Linked DNA regions of Sus scrofa: region 1 is linked to region 2. The links are chromatin contacts, called in public promoter capture Hi-C maps. All regions are on one chromosome and are shown on one strand. Each heading gives the region's core, a stretch centred on a gene start, on an enhancer-like site or on the middle of the called end of the contact. The rest is flanking DNA. Distances are from core to core; before and after follow the strand shown. Region 1 holds the start of HEATR6 (HEAT repeat-containing protein 6). Region 2 holds the start of DDX52 (probable ATP-dependent RNA helicase DDX52).

Region 1 (7,627 bases), core at 1,916-4,415, 250 kb before region 2:
ATGAGGTTGCGGGTTCAATCCTTGGCCTCGCTCAGTGGGTTAAGGATCCGGTGTTGCCGTGAGCTGTGGTGTAGGTTGCAGACGCAGCTCAGATCTAGCATTGCTGTGCCTATGGAGGCCTGGGAACCTCCATATGCCATGGGAGTGGCCCTAGAAAAGGCAAAAAGACAAAAAAAAAGAATCATCTAATTTATCTTCATAATAACTTTGTAACTATGCTTATTATCATGGCCATTTTATATACAAGGACACCAAGGTTTAGAGAACGTGAGTAATTTTCTCAAAGTCATACAGCAAATAAGTGTCAGAGCCTTAACTATAATTCCATGTCAAGGACTTCCTGTGTGGCTCACAGTATAATTCCATGTCAAACTCTAGGGCCTATACATTATAGCATAGTGGGTTAGGGGAATCCAACTTTGAAATTTGCATCCAGGCCCACTATACAACTGTATGATTTTCAGTGAGGTCCTAACCTTTCTGTGCTTAGTTTCCTCATCTACATAACAGTATATACTTCATAGAGTTGCCCATATGAAAGAGGTTAGTTCATATAAAGTGCTTGGAATAGTGTTACATAGGAAGCATTCAATAAATGATAACTAAATTGTTATTATTATTACCAAATTGATGGACTGATGACCCTAAGTCCTAATAGTCTAAGACTCCAGAACTGAACCCAAGGCTAATCCTCCTTCCTAGCCTCTCATAGTTCATTTGGATACTAAAATCCAGCACCTCTTTCCTGGTTTTCACCATTGAGAGATGTGGGAAGTTAAAAGAGAGCTGCAATTCTTGTCCAGCTTTTTCACAATCACAGTCTTAAGATTCAGCTGGCCCAGGTTGTAATCTGATGTTGACTAATTTACTGCCTTCGACAAATTATTTCAACTGTTTAAACTTCTTCAACCATTTAAACTGTCCTTACCTGTAAAAGAGGGGGAATGATAATAGCTACCTACCTCATTTGGATCCTAAGGTTTATAGAAATTTACAGTTTACAGAACATTTTCATGAACATACCATTTGCTTTTCACATCAACCAACAGATGGCAAATGCAGGGCTCTGAATACACAAGCATGAATTCATTCATTCTGTCCACAGGTATTGTGGGTTGCCTGTCACATCCCAGGCACTGTGTTAGCACTGGGGACATAATAACAAACCAGACAGATGGCATTTGTGCCTTCACAAAGCTCACAAAGAAGAAATAAATAATAAACAAGTAAATGAGTAATGGAGATAATGATACATTATGGTCAATGTTCTAAAGGAAATAAATAAGAATGTGAATTAAAAGGAAGGGGGGCAGTAAAGACTGCTTTAGTTAGGATGATCCAGACCCCAGTGAGGTGACAAAAATGAAGTCTTGACAGGGTTCCAAAACATGAAAGAAGTGAAATTCCAGAGTAAGACTCCAGATCACCTTATGCAGAATTTATAAAAGGAAGTGACTGCGAAATTACTTAGCATCCTTTAAAGCACCTCAGTCATGGCTATATTATAAAAATATTGAGAATGGGGCAAGGGAAGGATGTGTGAGGAGAATTTCTTGGGAGAGCTTTTGCCGAGCTGTGAGTTTCCACAGTTTGGAGGTTACTGTTTAAATATAAGCCAATAGGGAGAACTTTAAAGAATGTTCATTTCCTTGGAAAAATCACACTGCCATCCACAAGGATACATCAGAACTCAACAAATGGTATAGTTTACAATACCTGAACTCTTCAGTCTGGAATAACACTAAGTGTGAGTCATCCACATTTCAGACTAAAATGAGCCACACCAAACCCAGGTCCCTTCCACAGTTTCTTTCACACCACCTTCATGTGGCGATGGCCAGGCCTCACAGCCTTCTAGCCCAATGTGTTGGATATCTACTACACAATGCTTCAAATATTCTTGGCCTTACAAGCTTACCCTAATCGTTGCCATAGCAACCAGTATATCTTCTGCATCTACTAACTCAGCAGACCAAACTTGTCAGAGCCTTGCCTCATACTCGAACCCTAGTAGCCCACACCTCTCACTTTTGCCTCAGGACTTCTCTGTCTATGCAACAAGAGGCTCCTACAGGAACTACCACACACCCATGCACACTCAATTCAGAAGCACTGAAGGAGTCCCGTCATGGTGCAGTGGTAACGAATCTGACTAGGAACCATGAGGTTGCAGGTTTGATTCCTGGCCTTGCTCAGTGGGTTAAGGATCTGGCATTGCTATGAACTGTGGTGTAGGTCGCAGACGTGGCTCGGATTCTGCATCGTTGTGGCTCTGGCATAGGCCAGTGGTTATAGCTCTGATTAGACCCCTAGTCTGGGAACCTCCATGTGCTGTGGGTGCAGTCCTAGAAAAGACGAAAATAGACAAAAAAAAAAAAAAAAAGAAGAAGAAGAAGAAGAAGCACTGAAGAATTAATGTTGGGGGGGGGCAACACTTGAAAATAGAGGTCAAAGGCTGGCAAGTATATGCTTTCCCCTTCCATTCCTCAGGATAGGGTCCCAAGAGCATTCCATAAGGTCTCTCAGAAAGTCCTGAGGATTGAGCAATCACTCACCCCTTGCAAAGGCCAACTTCATAGCACATATTTGTATTGATTCTCCTTTTTTTCCTGAGTAACTCCCTCACCTATGAACCTAACCTGTGGCTCTGACTTACCATTCAAACTAAAACAGCAGCGACTAGTTCTCAGCTCCCGATTTTCTCTGAGCAAATGTTTGAATATCACAAATACACACACATATGTATACATGAATCCTAAGACAAAACAATATACAAGCATAATGAAATCTAAATTAAACTGTAAAGTATTTCTCCCTGAAATACTTTGGGAAAAATTCTTTCTGAATCTCAAAGACTTCAGAGAGCTAGCTCTCCCAAAGCATACCCTCACTTTTCATTGCTAAACAGAAGTGTTTTATTCTCAGGATAAAACATGTACATTTAGGTGACTTCAAGGGTTTCCCTAAGAGTCATGGGTGAGAATTTGCTTTATATTTACATAATTTAAAGGACGGCCGTAGAGATGGTTTTCCCAGTCGGCCAGAATATAAACTTCAAGCCTTCACCTCGTGGGTGACTGAAAACTGTTCAACCTTTTTAAATGGCTATTTTCTTTTCCAGCTTTTTGCTTTTCAGGTTTCAGTAAATCTTGGGGTGTCCAATCTCAACCAGGTCACCTTCAGGTACGTTGTGTTTCACAAGGTTCAATTTGAACTCCCATATTATTGCATGTGGAGAGGGGCTTCACAACCCACAGGATTTACGTCCAGCCACAAAGAATCCCGGGGAACGCAGCTATTATTTCAGGGTGGTTTTGTGCCTGGGAGAAAAAAATTAGGGGTTCTAATACCATGTGAGAAGAGGAAAAGGATGGCGAACTAGCAGCGTTTGCCACTTTCAACCCCAGCCCCGTTCTGAAACGTTTAGTTCTAAACATGAATTTCAGCCCTGCCCAGTAACAAACTCTCTGGGAGGACAAAGAGAGTCCCCAGTTTTCAGTCACGGGTCAAGGAAAGGTGCGGGCGAAAAAATCTCACACATAATATGTATCTGCTGCGTACTAGACCGAGGATAGGTCCAGTAGTCTCAAAACCCCTCCCACATCGGATTCGGGTCTGAAGGAGGCATTTCCGGAACTAGCGCGCGGAGACGAGGGATGCCCCGGAAGTAGTTCCCTGTTGTCTTACGTAGGAAAGATGGCGGCGGTGCAGGTCGCGGGTTCTCTGTTGGGCGGACCGCCGCGAGAGACGCCTCGGGAACCACCCCTCGAGCAAGGTAGTGGGTTCCGCCGCTTGTCCTCCAGGCTCTGCGCCCTGCGCCCGGATGACAGCAGCTCCGGCCGCACCGAGATACACCTGCTTTTCGACCAGCTCATTTCCGAGAACTACAGCGAAGGCAGCGGCGTGGCCCCGGAGGTAGGCCCGCGGGCCCCGACCCCATCCTTCAGGAACCTTAGCTAAGGGCTCTCGCCCTGCCTTTCTGGCCTTTTCCCATCCTCCCTTTGCAGTGCTTAGTTCCAGGCTCTTTTTTCCCTCCGACCGCGATACATTCTTTGCCCTCCTCTTTCTGAAAGACACTGCAGCGCCTGGCAAACGTGCATATCTCAAAAGCCAACTCGGTGACTTCTGTTCTGATAACATCAGAGGTGTCATCCCTGGTGCTACCTTCCCGTTCCCTTCCCGGCTTCATTCCCCTTGTTCAGAACACTTTGTGTATAAAATTTGCTATTACCAGTTCTTGAGTACGTGGTACACGGGCCACATACTCTGTTGTACCGTGCAGGGTTGCAGGGATTTTAGTGTGTATTACTAGTTCTGTTTTACTGATAAACATAACTGAGGCTAACAAAGGTTCAGTGTCATTCATATTGCTGGCAAAAGGCAGGGCTAGAACTGGAACTAAGTCTCCCAAAGTCCCAGCCGTTTTCTGTTTCTCCATGCTAGCTCCACCCTCTTTGCCTCCTCTTTGAAAGTACTTTAATATTCACTCACATCAGACTTTGCATACTCCTTACTGACCCAGTCACACCACTGTTATCTGGTGCCCAGAGGCACCTTAAACCTCACATTTCTTAAAATTAGTTCATTATCTTCATACACACCCTGCATCCCCCATCCGCCCCGCCCCCCCCCGCCCCTCCCCAACACACACACATTGTCTGCCTAGCCGCAAAGGACAGACATTGGTTCTTCCCTTTCTTCTTTAGCCTGACAAAAGCATTTTTTTTTTTTGTCTTTTTTGTTGCTATTTCTTGGGCCGCTCCCGCGGCATATGGAGGTTCCCAGGCAGGGGTTGAATCGGAGCTGTAGCCACCAGCCTACGCCAGAGCCACAGAACGCGGGATCCGAGCCGCGTCTGCACCTACACGCAGCTCATGGCAACGCGGATCGTTAACCCACTGAGCAAGGGCAGGGACGAACCCGCAACCTCATGGTTCCTAGTCGGATTCGTTAACCACTGTGCCACGACGGGAACTCCCACAAAAAGCATTTTGATTTCATTCCTTCTAGATCCTGTCTAATCTAGATTCTTCAGAATCTGTCTCAGGGAGTTTCTGTCGTGGCTCAGCGGAAACGAATCTGACTGTATCCATGAGAATGCAGGTTCCATCCCTGCCCTTCTCAGCGGGTTAGGGATCCTGCATTGCCCTGAGCTGTGGTGTAGGTTGCAGACGCGGCTCAGATCCAGCGTTGCTGTGGCTGTGGTGTAGGCTGGCAGCTACAGCTCCTATTTGACCCCTAGCCTGGGAAGCTCCATATGCCGTGGGTGTGGCCCTAAAAAAAAAAAAAAAAAAAAAAAAGAAACTGTCTTAGTCTCAGAAATATTTCTCAGTCCATCCCCTCGTTTCTATTCCCACGGCCAATGCATTGGCAGGATGAATCTTCTGGACTGTTCCACTGGGTCTCCTTTAACTTATCCCCAAACCATTCTTTGTTCTCCTGCTAGAGTGATCTTTTCCTTAGTGGGGGAAAAAAAAAATCAATTAGAAAAGTAAATCTCTGATTTGGAAAGATCTTCAATACATTCTTGTAAATGGTCAAAGCAAGTTACAGTGTGAAATAATAGGGTGGGAAGGGCTTGACATCATAGGTACCTTTATAGATAATACAAAGAGTTCAAAACCACCTGCGGAAAAGTTTACAGTGGAATAATAGCATGTGTCACTAGGAGTAGTGTGGAATTAGGGAAGAGTCGGGACTTTTGCTTTATTTGTACAATGCGTGCCTTTCCAGTCTTCTGTCTTGTCATTCCTGCTTTTGTGCCCCATGTGCCATCATTTAAAACTTGCTGTTCCTCAGGTGTTTCACCGGTAAAACATGTGGGTGTTCAGGTCTGCCGACTCCATTCCCTTCACCGTGTCTTTCAGTGCCTTGCCTGTCTGGCAGAGTTTTCATCCTTCACACCCAGATTCTGCTTAAAAATCACCTCACCTCCCTAATTACTGTTTCCCCACAGAGTTTCTTGCTTAATTCTTTCAGCAAGAAATTCACTATAATTGTGAGCAGTATTTCTGTCTCCTTCATGGATTGTGCCTTTTTGAAGTTCAGAAGTATGTTTGTTCACTTTTGGAGCCCAAAGACCCAGCCTGCTACCTGGTACAGAGCAGGTGCTCAGAGCCTTTTAATTCAATAAACATCAATAGATGAATAAATAGTGTGATTTGCAAATAGGTTATTTTTTTAAATAAACAGTTTATAATTTTTCATTAAATTCATACAAGTGTCATTTCTGATTTTCGCGACGGCACTGCAAATTTAGTTTGCTTTCTCTTTAGTGTTTTTCAATTCAGTGTGTGCTTTTATGCTCTGGAATCCTTTCTTTGGTTATTTAATTGTACTGTCTCTACCTGTGTGGAAACTCTGGGGTCTTTAGCCTGGCAAAAATCATTTTGATTGTTTCCTTCTTTTTTAGCACATGCTTTTTTATGTTATCATCCTACTTTCTGCCTCAAATTTCATCTTTCCCCATTTTGAGTCTGAATGTTCACTTTTATTTTCTCATTTGGCTGTGTTGGGGTATCTTCAGTTGACTAATAGTATACTACCTTTTCATTGGCTTTTTTTTTTTTTTTTTTTGGTAGGATGTCAGTGCTCTTCTTGTCCAAGCTTGCCGGCTGGTACCTCTTAATCAGAATCATCTTGTCAGCAAACTGTGTCAGCTTATCCACCACTTGCTTAACACATTACAGGTAATCATGTAGGTAACATGTGAATTCACATCATGAATTTTGAGAATAAGTAAGTACCTTTGAAATACTACATTTGTGGTAGATATGTAATGCCAGTCTTTGGGGAAACTATGCACATGCAAAAACATGCTTTAAGAAGAGTGATATTAAAACAAATATAAGGAGTTCCCGTCGTGGCGCAGTGGTTAACGAATCCGACTAGGAACCATGAGGTTGCGGGTTCGATCCCTGGCCTTGCTCAGTGGGTTAACGATCCGGCGTTGCCATGAGCTGTGATGTGGGTCGCAGACGTGGCTCGGATCGCACGTTGCTGTGGCTCTGGCATAGGCTGGTGGCTACAGCTCTGATTCGACCCCTAGCCTGGGAAACTCCATATGCCACGGGAGCGGCCCAAGAAATGACAAAAAGACAAAAAAAAAAATATAAAAAACTGACCAAAATAAATATTCTGTGGTTTGTCCATCAGAGGTATTCCTTTCTGTTTGGTTCAGGAAACCAGTATCATTCCAGCCCCAGGTCTTAGAATTTTTTAGGAAAGATGTATTTAACTAGGATATACCTTAAAATAAATTGAAATGTCCCCTACCTCTTTCTTACCAATATTTTTCCCCCTTTCCCAAACCTACCATTTTTTTGTCATCTACTTTTGGTCTTCATAAAACATAAGAAGTATGTTGGGGGCAAGGAGACAACTAGATAAAAGACCCTTTTATTTATATCAAAGTCTGTATTGTAGCTCTCCTCTCTTCAGAATTTTTTCCAACTTGCTAAATAAATCTAGTGTCTTTTAGAAACAGTTCAAAAATTGAGGCTGTTACTATAATGTACCACATGAGTATTTTAAGGTAGTTAGCACAAAACTTATCAACTAGCATTTTGTAATCTAAGATGCTTCTGGCTGCGAGAAATAGAAAAGTCAACTCAGAAGAGCTGAACAG
Region 2 (6,846 bases), core at 2,101-4,600:
GGTGGAGAGTCTGGGAGGGATTTAAATTCAGAGTTGTCGGGAGCTCTCTTCGTGGCTCAGTGGTAATGAACCCAACTAGGATCCATGAGGATGCAGGTTCGATCCCTGGCCTTGCTCAATGGTTTAAGGATCTGGTGTTGCTGTGAACTGTGGTGTAGGTCGCAGATGTGGCTCGGATCTGGTGTTGCTGTGGCTCTGGTGTAGGCCAGTGACTCCAGCTCTGATTAGACCCCTAGCCTGGGAACCTCCATATGCCACAGGAGTGGCCCTAAAAAAATAAAAATAAAAATAAATTCAGAGTTGTTCAGGAGTTCTTGCTGTGATGCAGTGGGTTAAGAATCTGACTGTAGTGGCTTGGGTTGCTTCAGAGGTGTGGGTTTGATCCCCAGCCCGGCACAGTGGGTTAAAAGATCCTTGTTGCCACAGCCATGATGCAGATTCAGTCTCTGGCCTGGGGAACTTCCATGTACAGCAGTTAGGGCCGTAATATTAAAAAAAAAAATCAGACTTGTTTAACTCCAATTATATGCTTATAAAAGTGAAATATACAGCACATATTTAACATGCAATACAATTCTTTCCTCTGAAAGCTGGGAAGCAAGTTGGTTGGATTAATATAATCCCAGGCGTTGGGCTTTTCTTGTTGGTTTTTTTTTTTTTCTTTGTCTTTTTTTTGTTGTTGTTGTTGTTGTTGTTGCTATTTCTTGGGCCGCTCCCACGGCATATGGAGGTTCCCAGGCCAGGGGTTGAATCGGAGCTGTGGCTACCGGCCAATGCCAGAGCCACAGCAATGTGAGATCCGAGCCGTGTCTGCAACCTACACCACAGCTCACGGCAACGCTGGACCATTAACCCACTGAGCAAGGGCAGGGACTGAACCCGCAACCTCATGGTTCCTAGTCGGATTCGTTAACCACTGCACCATGACGGGAACTCCATCTTGTTGGTTTTTTGTTGTTTTTCTTGTTGGCTGTGGCATGTAGTGGTTTGATGTGGGATCTCGGTTCCCAGACCAGAGACTGAACCTGAGCCACACTGGTGAACTACTAGACCACCAGAGAACTCCCCAGAGTATTATTTTTAATAAATAAAGCTATTCCTAGGGATTTCCCCTTCCTCTTGGGTCTATCATATTTACTGAAAACACTTTAACCCTGGCTAAATCCAACAATACAACTTCTTCACAACCTTATCCAAGCAGCTGAATCATGCTGCTTAGTCTCTCTTTTAATTCATTGTCTTTAACTCAAACGGGTCTTCAATGTCCAGCAGTACTGCACCTTTTGGAAAGAGGTGGCTTCATCACAGTCTCCATTTCTCCACATATACCACTCGATCATCTCCATTCACCATGCCCTGAAACTGATAGTATCAGGTCACTAGTGACCTCCACGTTGCCAAATGCTGTGATCTCTGTTCTTTGTCCTCAGCCTCTCAACAGCCTTTGACACAACTGATCAGGACTTCCTTCCTGACACTTTCATCTGGCTGCCATGACACCATATTCCTTTACCTTCCTACCTCACCAGTTTCTTCTCCTCAAACTTTTGTTTTGGAGGTATGTTCTTCTCTACCTCATCCCTAAATGCTGGGGTACTCCAAAAGTCAGTTCTGGGTCCCCTTCACTTGCCAATTCACACAATCTAAGTGATCACATTTAAGTTCATGCTTTTTGATGTGGGTTTGTCACCACTTACATAGGGACTGGATTCCAAAGTCAGCTCATTTAAAAAAAAAAAAAAAAACAACTCAGGAGGTAGAATTATTCTTGGAAATTCCTAAGTCACCCATAAAGTACAGTATGTGTGGTTTCACAGATACTGATTTTTATATATGATTGTGGCCATATTTATGGGCCGAATGGAAGACCAACACTCTATTTCCTAAAATACTCAATTTGTTTTCCTCCCATGTTGAGATAAATTGTTTTTATTGACCAAAAGATGAAGTACTTGGGGCTTTCACAGAGGGGGCGTGTTTTAAGAAAAATACTTATTTTTAAAGATACATCTTTAAAATGTTCCCACTATAAGAGGGAAATAGGGACTGAATGAATCCATCTGAGAGCGCAGCAGATTCACATCCTTCATCTCATCTTCACTCCACGTTTGCTTTCCTTGAGTGTAAAGGAATCACACAATTTAAAGTATTTCTCACACTCTTTGGTTGAATATGTATAACTCAATTTTAACAAACTAAATGCTGGCCTGACATGATTCCATTGTACCATTTATAGGCTGATGACTCCCAAATTTATTTTTCTAGCCCTGACCTTTTCCCCTGAGCTTCAGACTTGTGAAATCAGCCATCTACCTGGACATCTCTACATAAAGTCAATGAGGTATCTTAACATGTCTGAACCATGCCAAGTGATTCCACTTCTCCATGCCTCATCCACACACACACAAAAAGCTGTTCTTCCCTCAGTCTTTCCTAGCATAGTAAATGGCATGCCATCTACCCCAGCTTTGAAATCAAAAACCCAGGAGCGATTCCAGCCATATGAAAGTCATCAGGTGCATTTAGATCTACCTCCAAAATATATGCCAATCTATCCATTTAACGCCAAAGCATGGATACCACCCTAATCCAAGCCACCATCATCACTGCTACTTTAACTGACCTCTCTGTTTCCACTCTTATCCCTTCTGTGGTCCATTCTCTAAAACAGCCAGAGTAATCTTTTATGAAGCAGTCACTCGTTCATCAAACTTTATTGAGAGCACACAGAAATTGGAGATACAGTGGTGAAGCAAATTAGATCTCTGTGGTCCTGGACTTCATTCTAGAAAGGGGAGGCAATGCACATATAAATTTTGTTTGGTACAAACACAATGAAGAAAATGAATATGAAACGTGATGATCATGCTGCACTAGCGTGCTTATATTAAAATCCATATTCCTTTCCATGACCTTGTTATGAGTCTCTAGGATTAGTTTTCATTTGTCCCTCCAACCTTATCTGTGCCACGCTTCCTCACGGTAACCTGGCTCCAGTCACCCTGGTTGCCTTTCTATTTCCTCAAGGTTCCAAACCTTTTTCCTTCTTCAGGCATATGTTTATCTGCCTCCTCTTAGATTAAATATCACTTCATCAGAGTGAACCTGACTCACCTACCTAAAAGTAGCTCTTCTTTCCTTTCTCTATTAATTACACTGTTCTGTGTCACAGCACTTTGCTCTTAAAGAAATTATTCGACTTATTAATACCTTATATCCTCACTAAAATGGAAGTTTTCCGAGGTGAGATTCCCGACGTGTTGTTTACCAAACTATTCCTTTAGGTGTAGAACAGGGACCAGCATTAAGACGATTTTCATAAATATTTTTTTAGAACAAATGAATAACAAAGGATCTCTCACAGCCACCAGGCTCCGCCCCGCCCAGGCACTTCCGCCCACGGTCTAGACCTAGACCTTCTGGGAGAGGAAGTCTTCTGCGCAGGCGCCTTGGGACCGCAAAGCTTTCTGGGTAAAGATGGATGCCCACGATCTGTTTCGCCGGCTGGGCGCCGGGGCCAAGTTCGACGTGAGACGCTTCTCGGCGGACGCAGCACGGTTCCAGGTACTGTGTGCAGGGCGTCAGGAACCCGAGTAACTGAGAAGGGGCAGGGGCCGGAGAAGGAACTAGCTGCTGGGGGAGCCGGCAGTCGGAAACCCTGTGGCGTGGCTGTAGGGTTATTTTCTCTTCTTTGGCGTTCAGCTTACTGCAAGCCTTCTGAATGAACTCTACCCATCCTTCTGTAGACTTAGTTGGGTCCAGCACGGACACGTTTATCCCTGGCCGCCCTATTGAGTTTATTCAAAGTTCGAATTTTTTCTTTAAAAAGTAATCTTTTATCCGAAACTAGGGTAAAGGAATTTGAAAAACAGAAACAGTCCAAAACGGAGAGAACATTCATTCACTGTAGTCTCTCCGGGTTTGTGTTCGCACGTGTACCGCTTTAGGTGGGCGTTTTATTCCCGCAACTTCGCGACGTGTTAAGGAACCAATGAGAAGAGCGTTTTAGAAAAAGGAGTTCTGTGGTTCCCTTGTGGCGCGGCTGGTGTTGTCTTGCAGCCGCTTGGTTTGCTGCTGTTGCACAGGTTCGATCCCTGGCCCGGGAACCTGCCTGTAGGCGCGACCAAAAAAGAAATGGGAGATCTTAACATAGGAAAATAGTGAGTGGTAAATCGGGAGTAGTTGGGGCCCCTTTCGTGAAAAATCTTGAATGTGTCAACCTTGGTGTTGGGACTAGGGACATATTTGTGTGTGGGCAATATGTGTGTTTCTTCTTACTCTGACTGATGGTATAGTGTTATTGTTAAGAGTTTGAACTCTGGAACCATATGAAACGGGTTCAAATCCTAGGTCTGCCGGTTACTAGTTTTGAGACCTTGGTCAAGTTACTTAACCTCTTAATGTCTCCGTTTTTCTCATCTGTGATATTTTTGTTTACCTCGTTAGGACTGTTGAAGGATCAAGTAATTTAATATGTCTAAACATGCTTAGAAGTCTGCCTGATTGCAGTGTTATGCTGATAAGTGTTTATAAGTCTCGGTGGCTATTTTCATTATTATTATTACTGTTAAAAGTTCAGAAAAGGTAACATTTTGGATTCCATTTGCCCAGATACACTTGTCAGCTCAAGAAATATTTGGTGAGAAATAAAAAAGATGAGTGATTTTACCCATATCCTTACTTGCCAGTACTGCCAGGGTGAAATGCCAGTCAGTCCATAGATTTCATTTACACATTTTTGGGGTTTTAGATAGGAAAAAGGAAATATGACTTTGATTCCTCGGAGGCACTGCAAGGACTGGACTTTTTTGGAAGTAAGAAGTCTGTCCCAGGTGAGTGTGGAGCATCAGGAACGCGTCAGGAGCTACAAGATGAAGAGAAAAGAGAGGAGAGCCTCCCTGAAAGGAAGAGGGAGCAGAACAAGAGAAAGAGGAAGAAGATGACTTCAGGTCAGTGCCTGATTTGTGTTTTTTCTCTTTAGTTTTTTCAGTCACAAAAATAATACAAGCTTATGGTTACATATCAGACAGTATTCAGCCATTTGTCAGTTGATGGCATTCAGGATGTTTCTAGGTACTTGTGATTGCAGATAAGGTAAAGATACAATAAAGATACTTGTACATATATCTTTTTGTACAATTATTATTAATATTATTTTATTTATTTACTTACTTATTTTTTGTAATTAACATCCCCAAAGTGAACTCAAGGGTAAAGAGTATGCATACCTCTTTCTTTGAACAGATAACTGCAAAATGACTTCCTACAGCCATGCCCATGCTGGGTATGTGTGGGTATATCTGATAAATTTAGAAGTAGAATTTCATAGTTTAACAAATAGACTTATTTAAAATTTGGATATTTGTGAATTGTCTACCAGAAACATTGTATCAATAGGAAGTCCAATGCTTTGTTCATTGAGTTGTAGCAGCGTATCCCATTATGTATTGTAGGGGTATTCCATAATTGATTTGACAAGTTCCTGTGTTATGAACATTGACTTTTTCCCACATTTTGGCTGTTAAGGTGTTGTAGTAAAAGTCATTTTGCTTTCCTGGCTGCAAGGTAGTTTAATAAAAACCTTCCACCAAGACGAGTGAAAAAAAAAAGACCTGGAGTTCCTGTCGTGGCTCAGCAGTTCATGAACCCAGCTAGCATTCTTTTTTTTTTTTGTCTTTTGTTGTTGTTGTTGTTGCTATTTCTTGGGCCGCTCCCGCGGCATATGGAGGTTCCCAGGTTGAATCGGAGCTGTAGCTGCCGGCCTACGCCAGAGCCACAGCAACGTGGGATCCGAGCCGCGTCTGCAACCTACACCACAGCTCACGGCAACGCCGGATCGTTAACCCACTGAGCAAGGGCAGAGGACTGAACCCCCAACCTCATGGTTCCTAGTCGGATTCGTTAACCACTGTGCCACAGTGGGAACTCCACCAGCTAGCATTCTTGAGGACGAAGGTTTGATCCCTGGCCTTGCTCAGTTGGTTAAGGATCCAGCGTTGCCATGAGTTGTGGTGTAGGTTGCAGATGCGGCTTGGATCCTGCATTGGCTGTGGCTCTGTCGTAGGCCAGCGGCTGCAGCTCCGATTGGACCCATAGCCTGGGAACCCTTATACGCCAAGGGTGCAGCCCTAAAAAGACAAAAAAAAAAAAAAAAAAAAAAGATCCAGAGTTCCAGTCGTGGCGCAGCAGAAATGAATCCGACTAGGAACCATGTGGCTCGGATCTGGCATTGCTGTGGCTCTGGCATAGGCCGGCAGTTACAGTTCCGATTAGACCCCTAGCCTGGGAACCTCCATATGCCGCAGGCACAGCCCTAAAAAGACAAAAAAAAAAAAAAAAGACCTAACAGCAGCTTAGGCATATCTTATTCAGCAGATCTTATTCAGATATTGGACAGCCAGAAACAAACATTTAGCAACAAATGTATATAGACATACATAGTTTTTATTGGAAAATTCAAATTCTTGTGGATTAGTAATGATTTGGGCCTGGTAATGCCAACTGTCTCATAAATGGAGGCATAATTTTACTTTTTTAAAAAGTCACTCCAGGAGTTCCCACTGTTGCATAGTTGGTTAAGGATCCAGCCATTGTCTCTGCGGCAGCTCAGGTTTGATCCCCAGCCTAGTGCAGTGGGTTAAGGATCTGGCATTGTTGCATCTGTGCCATAGGTCACACCTGCAGCTGGGATTTGATCCCTGGCCTGGGAACTTTCATATGCCATGGATGTGGCCAAAAAGAGAAAAATTACTCTAATTTGTGATGCCTACCAGCAATGTTTGGAGAGCTTTCTTTTTCTATAAATTTGCCTCCTCATGTATTTTGCACCTGTTTCCTGTTTCATTG

The links. Promoter capture Hi-C pulls out the DNA fragments that hold promoters and counts their contacts.
Region 1: a promoter capture Hi-C map of liver shows a contact between it and region 2, with 3 times the contacts expected there. The contact joins the promoter of HEATR6 here to the promoter of DDX52 in region 2. A contact is called at or near these places in 1 of 5 promoter capture datasets (liver) and 1 of 2 datasets of contacts at active chromatin or transcription factors (alveolar macrophages).

Annotation. Positions count from the first base shown.
Region 1 is chr12:39,343,219-39,350,845 of Sscrofa11.1, reverse strand. It overlaps HEATR6 (HEAT repeat-containing protein 6), which reads left to right and starts at 3,165. Exons shown (of 22, transcript XM_021067375.1): 1 at 3,165-3,183; 2 at 3,692-3,915; 3 at 6,582-6,689. The coding sequence starts at 3,697.
Region 2 is chr12:39,092,062-39,098,907 of Sscrofa11.1, reverse strand. It overlaps DDX52 (probable ATP-dependent RNA helicase DDX52), which reads left to right and starts at 3,350. Exons shown (of 15, transcript XM_013989946.2): 1 at 3,350-3,564; 2 at 4,751-4,949. The coding sequence starts at 3,478.